Linked DNA regions of Drosophila melanogaster: region 2 is linked to region 1. The links are chromatin contacts, called in public HiChIP or PLAC-seq maps. All regions are on one chromosome and are shown on one strand. Each heading gives the region's core, a stretch centred on a gene start, on an enhancer-like site or on the middle of the called end of the contact. The rest is flanking DNA. Distances are from core to core; before and after follow the strand shown.

Evidence for each region. HiChIP or PLAC-seq counts read pairs in DNA pulled down with a chosen protein or histone mark.
Region 2: a contact with region 1 is called in a POLR2A S2P HiChIP or PLAC-seq map of the Kc167 cell line, with 2.9 times the contacts expected there. The contact joins the promoter of GlcAT-I here to the promoter of HIP-R in region 1. A contact is called at or near these places in 5 of 107 Hi-C or Micro-C datasets (the D17-c3 cell line, the S2 cell line, cellular blastoderm embryo and 1 more) and 1 of 6 datasets of contacts at active chromatin or transcription factors (the Kc167 cell line).

What each region holds. Positions count from the first base shown.
Region 1 is chrX:3,787,752-3,792,580 of dm6, forward strand. HIP-R (Hsc/Hsp70-interacting protein related) reads left to right here and starts at 2,218. Exons shown (of 5, transcript NM_166988.4): 1 at 2,218-2,325; 2 at 2,379-2,585; 3 at 2,666-2,787; 4 at 3,005-3,651; 5 at 3,726-4,726. The coding sequence starts at 2,413. The coding sequence ends at 3,917. Tlk (Tousled-like kinase) reads left to right here. Exons shown (of 9, transcript NM_001144680.3): 9 at 1-1,067.
Region 2 is chrX:4,129,765-4,133,901 of dm6, forward strand. It overlaps GlcAT-I (Glucuronyltransferase I), which reads left to right and starts at 1,447. Exons shown (of 2, transcript NM_167003.3): 1 at 1,447-1,730; 2 at 1,794-3,069. The coding sequence starts at 1,522. The coding sequence ends at 2,505. tyf (twenty-four) reads left to right here. Exons shown (of 8, transcript NM_001297924.2): 8 at 1-252. Fas2 (Fasciclin 2) reads right to left here. Exons shown (of 10, transcript NM_001272308.2): 10 at 3,123-4,137.

The DNA of each region.
Region 1 (4,829 bases), core at 968-3,467:
CCTATTTGAAGTAAAATACTTCTAAATACATAGTAAACTAATGTAATAGTTTTTATTAAAATTACACATATATGTATCGATATATATACATGTTTTTTTTTTTTTAATTTTAAAATTATAATTGTAATGCACTATGCGTAAATTGTATTAAATATTAATATCCAAGGCATATTAATAGAAATATATATACATATATAAAACCTGCAAAAAAAAAACATGAACTACCAAGCTAAATGTTTCAATAATATATAGATCTATATGTATGTAAAACCGATATGAAATCTGCCTACAGCCAGACAAAAAAAACCTTAAAGAGAAAGATCAGAAGAGGAACAGAAGAGTATGAGCGGGGAGTGAAAGATGCAAGATTCATCCAAAAGCGAAAAACATTTTTTTCTTAAGTCTACGCAAAACAAAATGAATGAAAAGTAACCCGAAATTAGTTTTTAGAGTATAAGTATAAAAAATGGAAAATATCGCGATAGAAAGAAACAAAAATGGACGCAGATAAGGACGGCAAGCAGAACAAGAGTAATAAAGCAGCGGCAAGAACTCCCTAAAAATAGCAAAGAGCATTGTAAATATTTATATAAATAATTTATGCCTAATTAAAGTTTAAATTAATGAAGAAAACCAGCAAAAAAACATAAAAAACCAGAAGAACCATTTCAGATTTGTATGCAAATTTGTATATGTACGTACTTTCCTTTAATTTTAGCCAATCAGTTTGTAAGATTAAATTTTTTTTTTGCATCTCTATAAAGAATAATGATATGAGGATAATGATTCCGATTTTTTTTTCCGTTTAATGTAACCGTTAGAATTAGCCCATAATGGTCGATATCTAAATGTGTGTGTATATCGATGTGATGTCATCGATTGTCGATAACGATTGGATGCGAGTGTGTGTTAATTTAATTTGATAAAAGATAAAGGAAAGCAAGGAATGTGAAGATAATGAAAGGAGATGCATAGAGAATGAGAGCGAATCTATCTATTATATAATTATGTAAAATGCACATCTTTAAATTATAAATTATACATATTTAAAAGGAAACTATTATTATTATTTTGATTACCATTATCATTATTTTTTATTATCACTTAACGGTTTCGGTTTGATCCACAGCGAAACCAACAACAACCAAGAAACAGAAACAACAAAAAGAGAAACAAAATAAACAAGCGAAATGTTTGATAAAAAAAACCACGAGATGTTTTAATTTATTTGTCTTTAATTCTTCGATTTTATTGAGTTTTTCATAGAGAAAGTTGTCACACTCAAGAACACACACGCAAGCGTATAAAGCTAAACAAATTAATACCTACTAAGTGTTTAAATAGTACTAAACGAATCAAAATATAAATACTTAAAAAGAAAAAAAAACGAAAATAAAAATAAAAACAGCAGCAGAAAAAAACGATGAGACAGTTGAGCAGACGAGAAAAACAAAGCCCATTAAATTATTTGTTGAGTATTTTATTAAAAAATAATTACGATAATAATTAAAAAGTTTAAATTGAACGAATTACGAAAAACAAACTGAATATACATATATGTGTGCATATATACATATATGTATGTATTATATATAAACAAATTATTTAATAGTTATGCTAAAAAATTATTTAAAGTGAACGGATATGAAAAATATTTGTATGCGTGCGAGCACGGAGAGAAGGGCACTCAGAATAGGCCATCGACACCACCCACTCCCTTCCGATACCCGAACATCACCACCAGTTTTCACCATTTTCTGACCCTTAACCCCTTCAACCAGACACACACCAAACACAAGAAAAGGCGAAGAAAGCCGAAAAAAAAACAATGCAAACACGAAATAGGCGGCGACGACAGAGATAAGCGCGAAGAAGATACTAAATCAATAAGTAAACATAAAAATTAATTAATAAATTAATTCCAAAACAAAATGAAAAAAGCTAAAAAAAAAACATCAAGAAAACAAAAGACAAAAGCAAACAAAAAACATGACGAAACATTGAAAATAAAAAAATACTAAAATGATTAACAGAAAACTGTTTTAATGTCAATGGGGGCAGACATAAACTTCTTCAGCAATAGTTATGGACTTAATTGTGGCTCATTACATTCTCGATCCTATGTGAATATATATGTATTTAGTTTTGGGGTATGTGGCGGAAAATGGCTGTTATCTTTTTAAAAGTTGTCACATTTTCCAGCACTATCGTACGCACAAAATACTGAAAAATACAAGAGCGAAGCGATAAATACCGTCGATTAATTCTCAGTACTTTTTCATGGTATTTATGCATACCAATCGATAGGGCAGAGCAAAAGTGGACGTAAAGCTAAGCAAATATTGCTTATTAATAATATTAATATATTAATATATCAGATCTGAAAACATCGAGACAAAACGGAATTCAGAAATGGCTTTCACAATGCAAACCGGGGATCTGAAGAAGCTGAAGTACTTCATCGACTTTGCGCTTGAGAATCCCACCTTCTTGAACATGCCGCAGCTGCAGTTCGTCAAAGATTTCGTGGAGAAGTTTGGTGGCACGGTGCCGCCTGGCCAATTCAACGGTGGCAGCGCCGGAGGGTAAGTTAACCGAACTATTTGACCAATTTTCAAAACAACACGATTGTATGATTTGCTCATCCCGCGGCTTGTTCTTCCAGCAAGTGCCCATTCGGCGGTGTTGCTGGTGCCAAGGCCAACGAGCCGGCCAATGCCCCCGAGGATAGCGAGGACGAAAAGTCCCTCTCCGATCCTGAGTCGGACGTGGAGCTGGACATGGAGGGTGAGTGTGCAAATTTTGCCGAGTCACGTGGTCATTGGGGGTCACAACCCTGGACTTTGATGCGTTGCTGTCGCAGTGCTGGCAGTTGCTTTATCTTATATCCTTTCGACACTGCAAACTTAGCGTTTACCCAAATTCGAATCCTGCAGTATTAATATATGTAATACGCCAATTAAAACTATGTATCTTCTATCCGTATTACTTCCGACGCCTTCAGGTGTGATCGAGGCGGACAGCGACCCCGCCCAACCCATGGGCAACTACAGCAAGAAGGCCACCGAAGAGGAGGTGGAGCAGGCGAGCGAGCTGCGCGCCCAGGCGGCCTCCGCTTACGGCCAGCAGAAGTTCGACGAGGCCATCGCCTTGTACACCAAGGCCATTGAACTGAGCCCGGGTAATGCCCTTTTCCACGCTAAGCGTGGTCAGGCCTTCCTCAAGCTGAAGAAGCCGAATGCCTGCATTCGGGACTGCGACGTGGCGCTGGAACTCAACTCGGATTTGGCGGCTGGCTACAAGTTCAGGGGACGCGCCCGTCGCCTCCTCGGAGATTTTGAGCTGGCTGCCCATGATTTGCGCCAAGCATGCAAGCTGGACTTTGACGAGGAGACAGACGAGTGGCTAAAGGAGGTCACTCCGAATGCCAAGAAAATCGAGCAGCATCGCTTGAAGCAGGAGCGTCGCCAGGCAGAGCGTAAGATCAAGGAACGCCAGCGGGATCAGAGGCGCGCACGTAAGGAGCAGGAAAAGCACAATGCCAGCTCTGGTGGATCATCTGGAGAATTTTCCGGTGGGAATCCTGGTAACGGAAATATGTCTGATATACTGGGCGCCATGTCAGATCCCGAGGTGTCAGCCGCCATTCAGGTTCGTGAATACTACTTTTCTATTTCTAATACAAATGCAGTAATCATATCGTTGTTATTTATTAACTTTCGTAGGACATTTTGTCAAATCCGGGTAACATCACAAAGTACGCGTCGAACCCGAAGATATACAACCTTATCAAGAAGATTGTGCCCGGTGGAGATGTGGGTGCTGCCTTTGGCCAAGCGGGTGAAAAGGCTGGAAAGCCGAGCGAGCCTAAGCCTAAAAAGGACTCCGCCGACTTCGTCGATGACGGTTTGGACTAAGGTTTAGAAATGGGGCAGTAGTAAGACTGAAACATGCGTCGATAAAAAGAAGTTAACAACCAATTACACGAAATCGAGCGAGATTACAAAACAACAAAGAAAGAGAAAGCAACAGAGTGCGGTGAAGAAGATGGACTACACGAAAAACAAAAGGGAAAGCGGCTGCCTTACACATTTTTGCAGCTGAGAAAAAACAAACATTTCCTAAGCTTTAACTTAACCAACACGTAAAAGAACGGGCGACAATGGAGAAAATTCAAATATTCAAAATACTACAAGCAGTCAGAAGAATAAGCAACATTTATTTAAATCGAGAAGAAAGAGATGTTGGAGATGCTGGAGACGCTTCTTCACATATTATTGAAAAGCATACTTGCGGCCATTAAAGTGGCAAATGAAACTATACAAAGGAGCTAGAATATGCTTAAAAACTTATCACATTTGCAGTTCACAGGTAAATCAAAAGATTGTCCTGTGACGAACAAAACATAAATGTTTAGACGTCAAGTCAGATTCAAGGGTGCCGATCGATCTAGTTGAACTAAAGCTCGAGAAACAACCAAAAGAAAATAAAAAATATATATATGTTCAATAATATTAGCCTAAATTACCGAGAACGAAGAAACGGATAAAACTAATCGCATCATTTGGTCAAACAAAATTGTACTGAGTAGGATTTAAATCATATTGTAAGCAAATGCATTTAGCCCCCCAACATGAAAGCAATCGCCCATTCATTCACACACTCATTCACACACTCATTCAACCAGTGATCAATGGAAATAAATAAACGAATCAACAAGAACCCGAATTGCTAATGTCCATATTTTTTGGTAAACGGGTAAAAGGGGAGATACTTTTGCTTTTTTTTCGAGCGGGTTGGACAGATGGAGCCGTAGTCCCTTAAACTAT
Region 2 (4,137 bases), core at 197-2,696, 340 kb after region 1:
TGAATTTCGAGGGTTGGGTACACATAGGATATTGCAGGTTTAAGTATTGATGAATGGAGCTGATGGTGTAAACTAAGGTACCAGATTTCCTGCATCAGATCTATCCCTTGGGCACCGGCAGAAGGCAACTGGAGGACATCATCGAGCGGAAATGCGACCGGCGTGTTAGAAATTAAGCTATTATTATTATTAGTTTTCTATTATTATTAAGACATAGGATATTATTTATACAATATAAGTGAATAAAATATTAAAAACCAAAATAGTGAGTTTTTATTTAATTTCTCGTGGTTTTGGGCAGATATCCAATTTCTTCGCACCAGGCGATCATAATTAGCAGGAAGGTGTCTGCTGGAAACAAATTGAGCGTTGGTCACTTCCTGGCATTTCTGTTTGCCTGGTACATGGGATCGTATTTTCCCCGATTTGCCTAACAAAATGAGGCCTGACTTTCGCGGTTTTGGGCAGATTTCCAATTTCTTTGCACCAGGCGATCATAATTAGCAGAAAGGTGTCTACTGGAAACAAAATGAGCGTTGGTCACTTCCTGGCAATTCTGTTTGCCTGGTACGTGGGATAGGTTTTTCGCCGATTTGCACTACAAAATTAGGACTGACTTTCGCGGTTTTGGGCAGATTTCCAATTTCTTTGCACCAGGCGATCATAATTAGCAGAAAGGTGTCTACTGGAAACAAAATGAGCGTTGGTCACTTCCTGGCAATTCTGTTTGCCTGGTACGTGGGATAGGTTTTTCGCCGATTTGCACTACAAAATTAGGACTGACTTTCGCGGTTTTGGGCAGATTTCCAATTTCTTTGCACCAGGCGATCATAATTAGCAGGAAGGTGTCTACTGGAAACAAAATGAGCGTTGGTCACTTCCTGGCAATTCTGTTTGCCTGGTACGTGGGATAGGTTTTTCGCCGATTTGCACTACAAAATTAGGACTGACTTTCGCGGTTTTGGGCAGATTTCCAATTTCTTTGCACCAGGCGATCATAATTAGCAGAAAGGTGTCTACTGGAAACAAAATTTGGTCACTTTGGCGTTGGTCACTTCCTAGCATTTCTGTTTGCCTGGTACGTGGGATAGGTTTTTCGCCGATTTGCACTACAAAATTAGGACTGATTTTCGCGGTTTTGGGCAGATTTCCAATTAATTCGCACCAGGCGATCATAATTGGAAGTAGGTGTCTGCTGGGAACAATATGATCTTGTTCGTCAAATTGTGAAATTCTGAATTTCGGACACTGAATGTCAGGGGTTGATTTTGCAGAATTTAAATTTAAACAGATAAATAAAACACGGTATAAGTTGTCTTTTTTGTTTTTATTCTTAAAGTATAGTAAAATACATTTCCTATAATAAACCTTAAGTGTAACCACACTGGAGACGAAGAATATCGATAGTTGCCCGGAACTTGATGGTGCGACCGTTCGTTCCGCTAGCATGTCGTTATTTAGGCACACAGCTCGCCGATTTGTTTGTTTTAACAAAATTCGGTTTTTACCAACTGCCGCAGGATGTCGGAGGTCCGCATTCGCCCGCGCCAGGTCCTCATCCTGATCATTGTCTTCCTCGTGGTGCTGATGATGGTGCACCGAAACGGGAAGCGCACATGCCAGGGTCCAGAATACCTCCAGGCCATGTTCGTCCAAGGCGACACGTTACCCACGATTTACGCCGTAACGCCAACGTATCCACGGCCCGCCCAGAAAGCCGAGCTAACCAGGTAGAGTAAATCATAAACCGCATACATACCAATACCTTTAAGTAACGCCCCGTATTCCAACAGACTATCTCACCTCTTTATGCTGCTGCCGCACCTGCACTGGATCATTGTGGAGGACACGAACGCCACCACTCCGCTGGTCAGAAACCTTTTGGATAGAGCCGGATTGGAGAAGCGTTCCACGTTGCTGAACATCAAGACGCCATCTGAGTTCAAGCTGAAGGGCAAGGACCCCAACTGGATTAAGCCACGCGGCGTGGAGCAAAGAAATCTGGCTTTGGCCTGGTTGAGGAACCATGTCGACGTCGATCGGCACTCTATAGTGTTCTTCATGGACGACGACAACTCCTACTCCACGGAACTGTTCGCCGAGATGAGCAAAATCGAAAGGGGTCGCGTGGGCGTCTGGCCGGTGGGTTTGGTCGGCGGTCTGATGGTGGAGCGACCCCTGCTTACGGAGGATGGCACTAAGGTGACCGGATTCAATGCCGCTTGGCGACCGGAAAGACCATTCCCCATCGACATGGCCGCCTTCGCCATCAGCATGGATCTCTTCATCAGGAATCCGCAGGCCACGTTCTCGTACGAGGTGCAAAGAGGCTATCAGGAGAGCGAGATCCTGAGGCATCTGACCACCAGGGATCAGCTGCAGCCACTGGCCAATAGGTGCACGGATGTGCTCGTCTGGCACACGCGCACTGAGAAGACCAAGCTAGCCGCCGAGGAGGCGCTCCTGAAGAAGGGCCAGCGATCCGATGGCGGCATGGAGGTCTAACCCGGGACCTAATTGTATATATAGCAAACTATCATCCTAGTGAATTTACTTAATGTGTTCCGTCTCCTCATAGTTTAGCCCCAATTTATTTAATACTTTTTACTTCATATTTTCTATATATTTTATAAAAACATGGTGTAGGCAAACATTTTGATGATTTAAGTTCAGACTAAGTCACTCTTTTTTTTTTTTAACCAGACATTTTCGGATTGAAATCAAATGAGATTTTTTCTAACTACACCGCGTACTTGCGCAAATTTTAAATATGAAAACACTACTAGTTGTATAATGCTCAAAGAAAAGTTGTATAATATCTTCGTAAGATAGTACCTAGTCTATCTGCACGAAGGTTATTTATTTTACCTCGAAAGGTAAACCCAAATGAACTAATTCTCTGTCTTTGTTGTACCTAAGCTATAAGAACGCTTTAAGTTGCCCCATTGTATTATATATAGGCCTATAGGTTTTGCAAATTGTTGGAGATTAGTTACATTAGATATACATAAGCTTCCCCTGTGTGCCTCCCAATTGACGCAAATAAAATTGGTAGTGTTATCGAAACCTATTTAAAAAAAAAATGTTGCTTCATTGACAAGGGATTGGGTCAATACTGGTTTATTATTACCGCCAAATGGGAATTAAAACTACATCGATTGGAATTATAGTACAGTAAATAAGATTTATTTCCCCCGTTTCAGTTTCAGTGTATAATTTTTCATCAATTTTGTTTAGTTCATATAAAAAGCTACACTCTGCCGCCGAACAAAGCTGCGTTCGGTTTCTTGCAAACATATTTCATATGCTCGAATGACCAGCAGTTTTTCAAACAATCGCATCCAAATTCAAATGTGTATATAGCCTCCTGTAATCTCGACTTGGGTTCGCTTCGTGGGTTATTCAATAGGTCTTTCATAGAGTATCGTGTATATTTATAGGTAAAAAGCTCTGGCAAGGCGCTTGACTTAATTGGCAACAGAAGGTACAAAGCTCATAGGCAACGAACTGAAAAGTGGGGGATCTCAGCGTTTTTAAGGATTTTTACGGCTATCAAATAAAAAATGCGTCTCTCATGGGGCGTTAACGTACATACATACATTCAGATCGGCGTGATAACATATACGTAGTTCGCTTTTGCTTTTCGTTTTGTTTTTTTTTTTTTTTTATTTTGTATTATCTGTTTCGTGTAGAAAAAAAAACTTACGAGTAACTTTAAATACATGTACATACATATATATATTTTTTTTAGATTTATATATCCATTAGATTAATGCGTTTTAGATCTCTTAACTACAATTTTGTTTAATTTTTACATACATAAGAAAATACTTTTAACACAAAACTGAGCGATTTGCAGTTGTTCGATGGAAGTGGGTTGAAGGGTTATGATAGGTTGTTAATGTTTGGCAATCTCGTAGTTCTCGGATAATTCTATGCTAAGTTATAGATTCTCTCATCAAGATTGATCTTGTGTGCTATGAACCGGATGCGGAGGTGGTTCGGTATGCTTATTTCCGTTGTTCAAGCAGCTAAGCAGTTTGTAAACATTTTCAAATATTCAATTTCTTCAACATTAATGTACATTGAGCATTATTCATTAAGTGCCGTCTGTGGGTTACACTTTCTGGTGGTTAA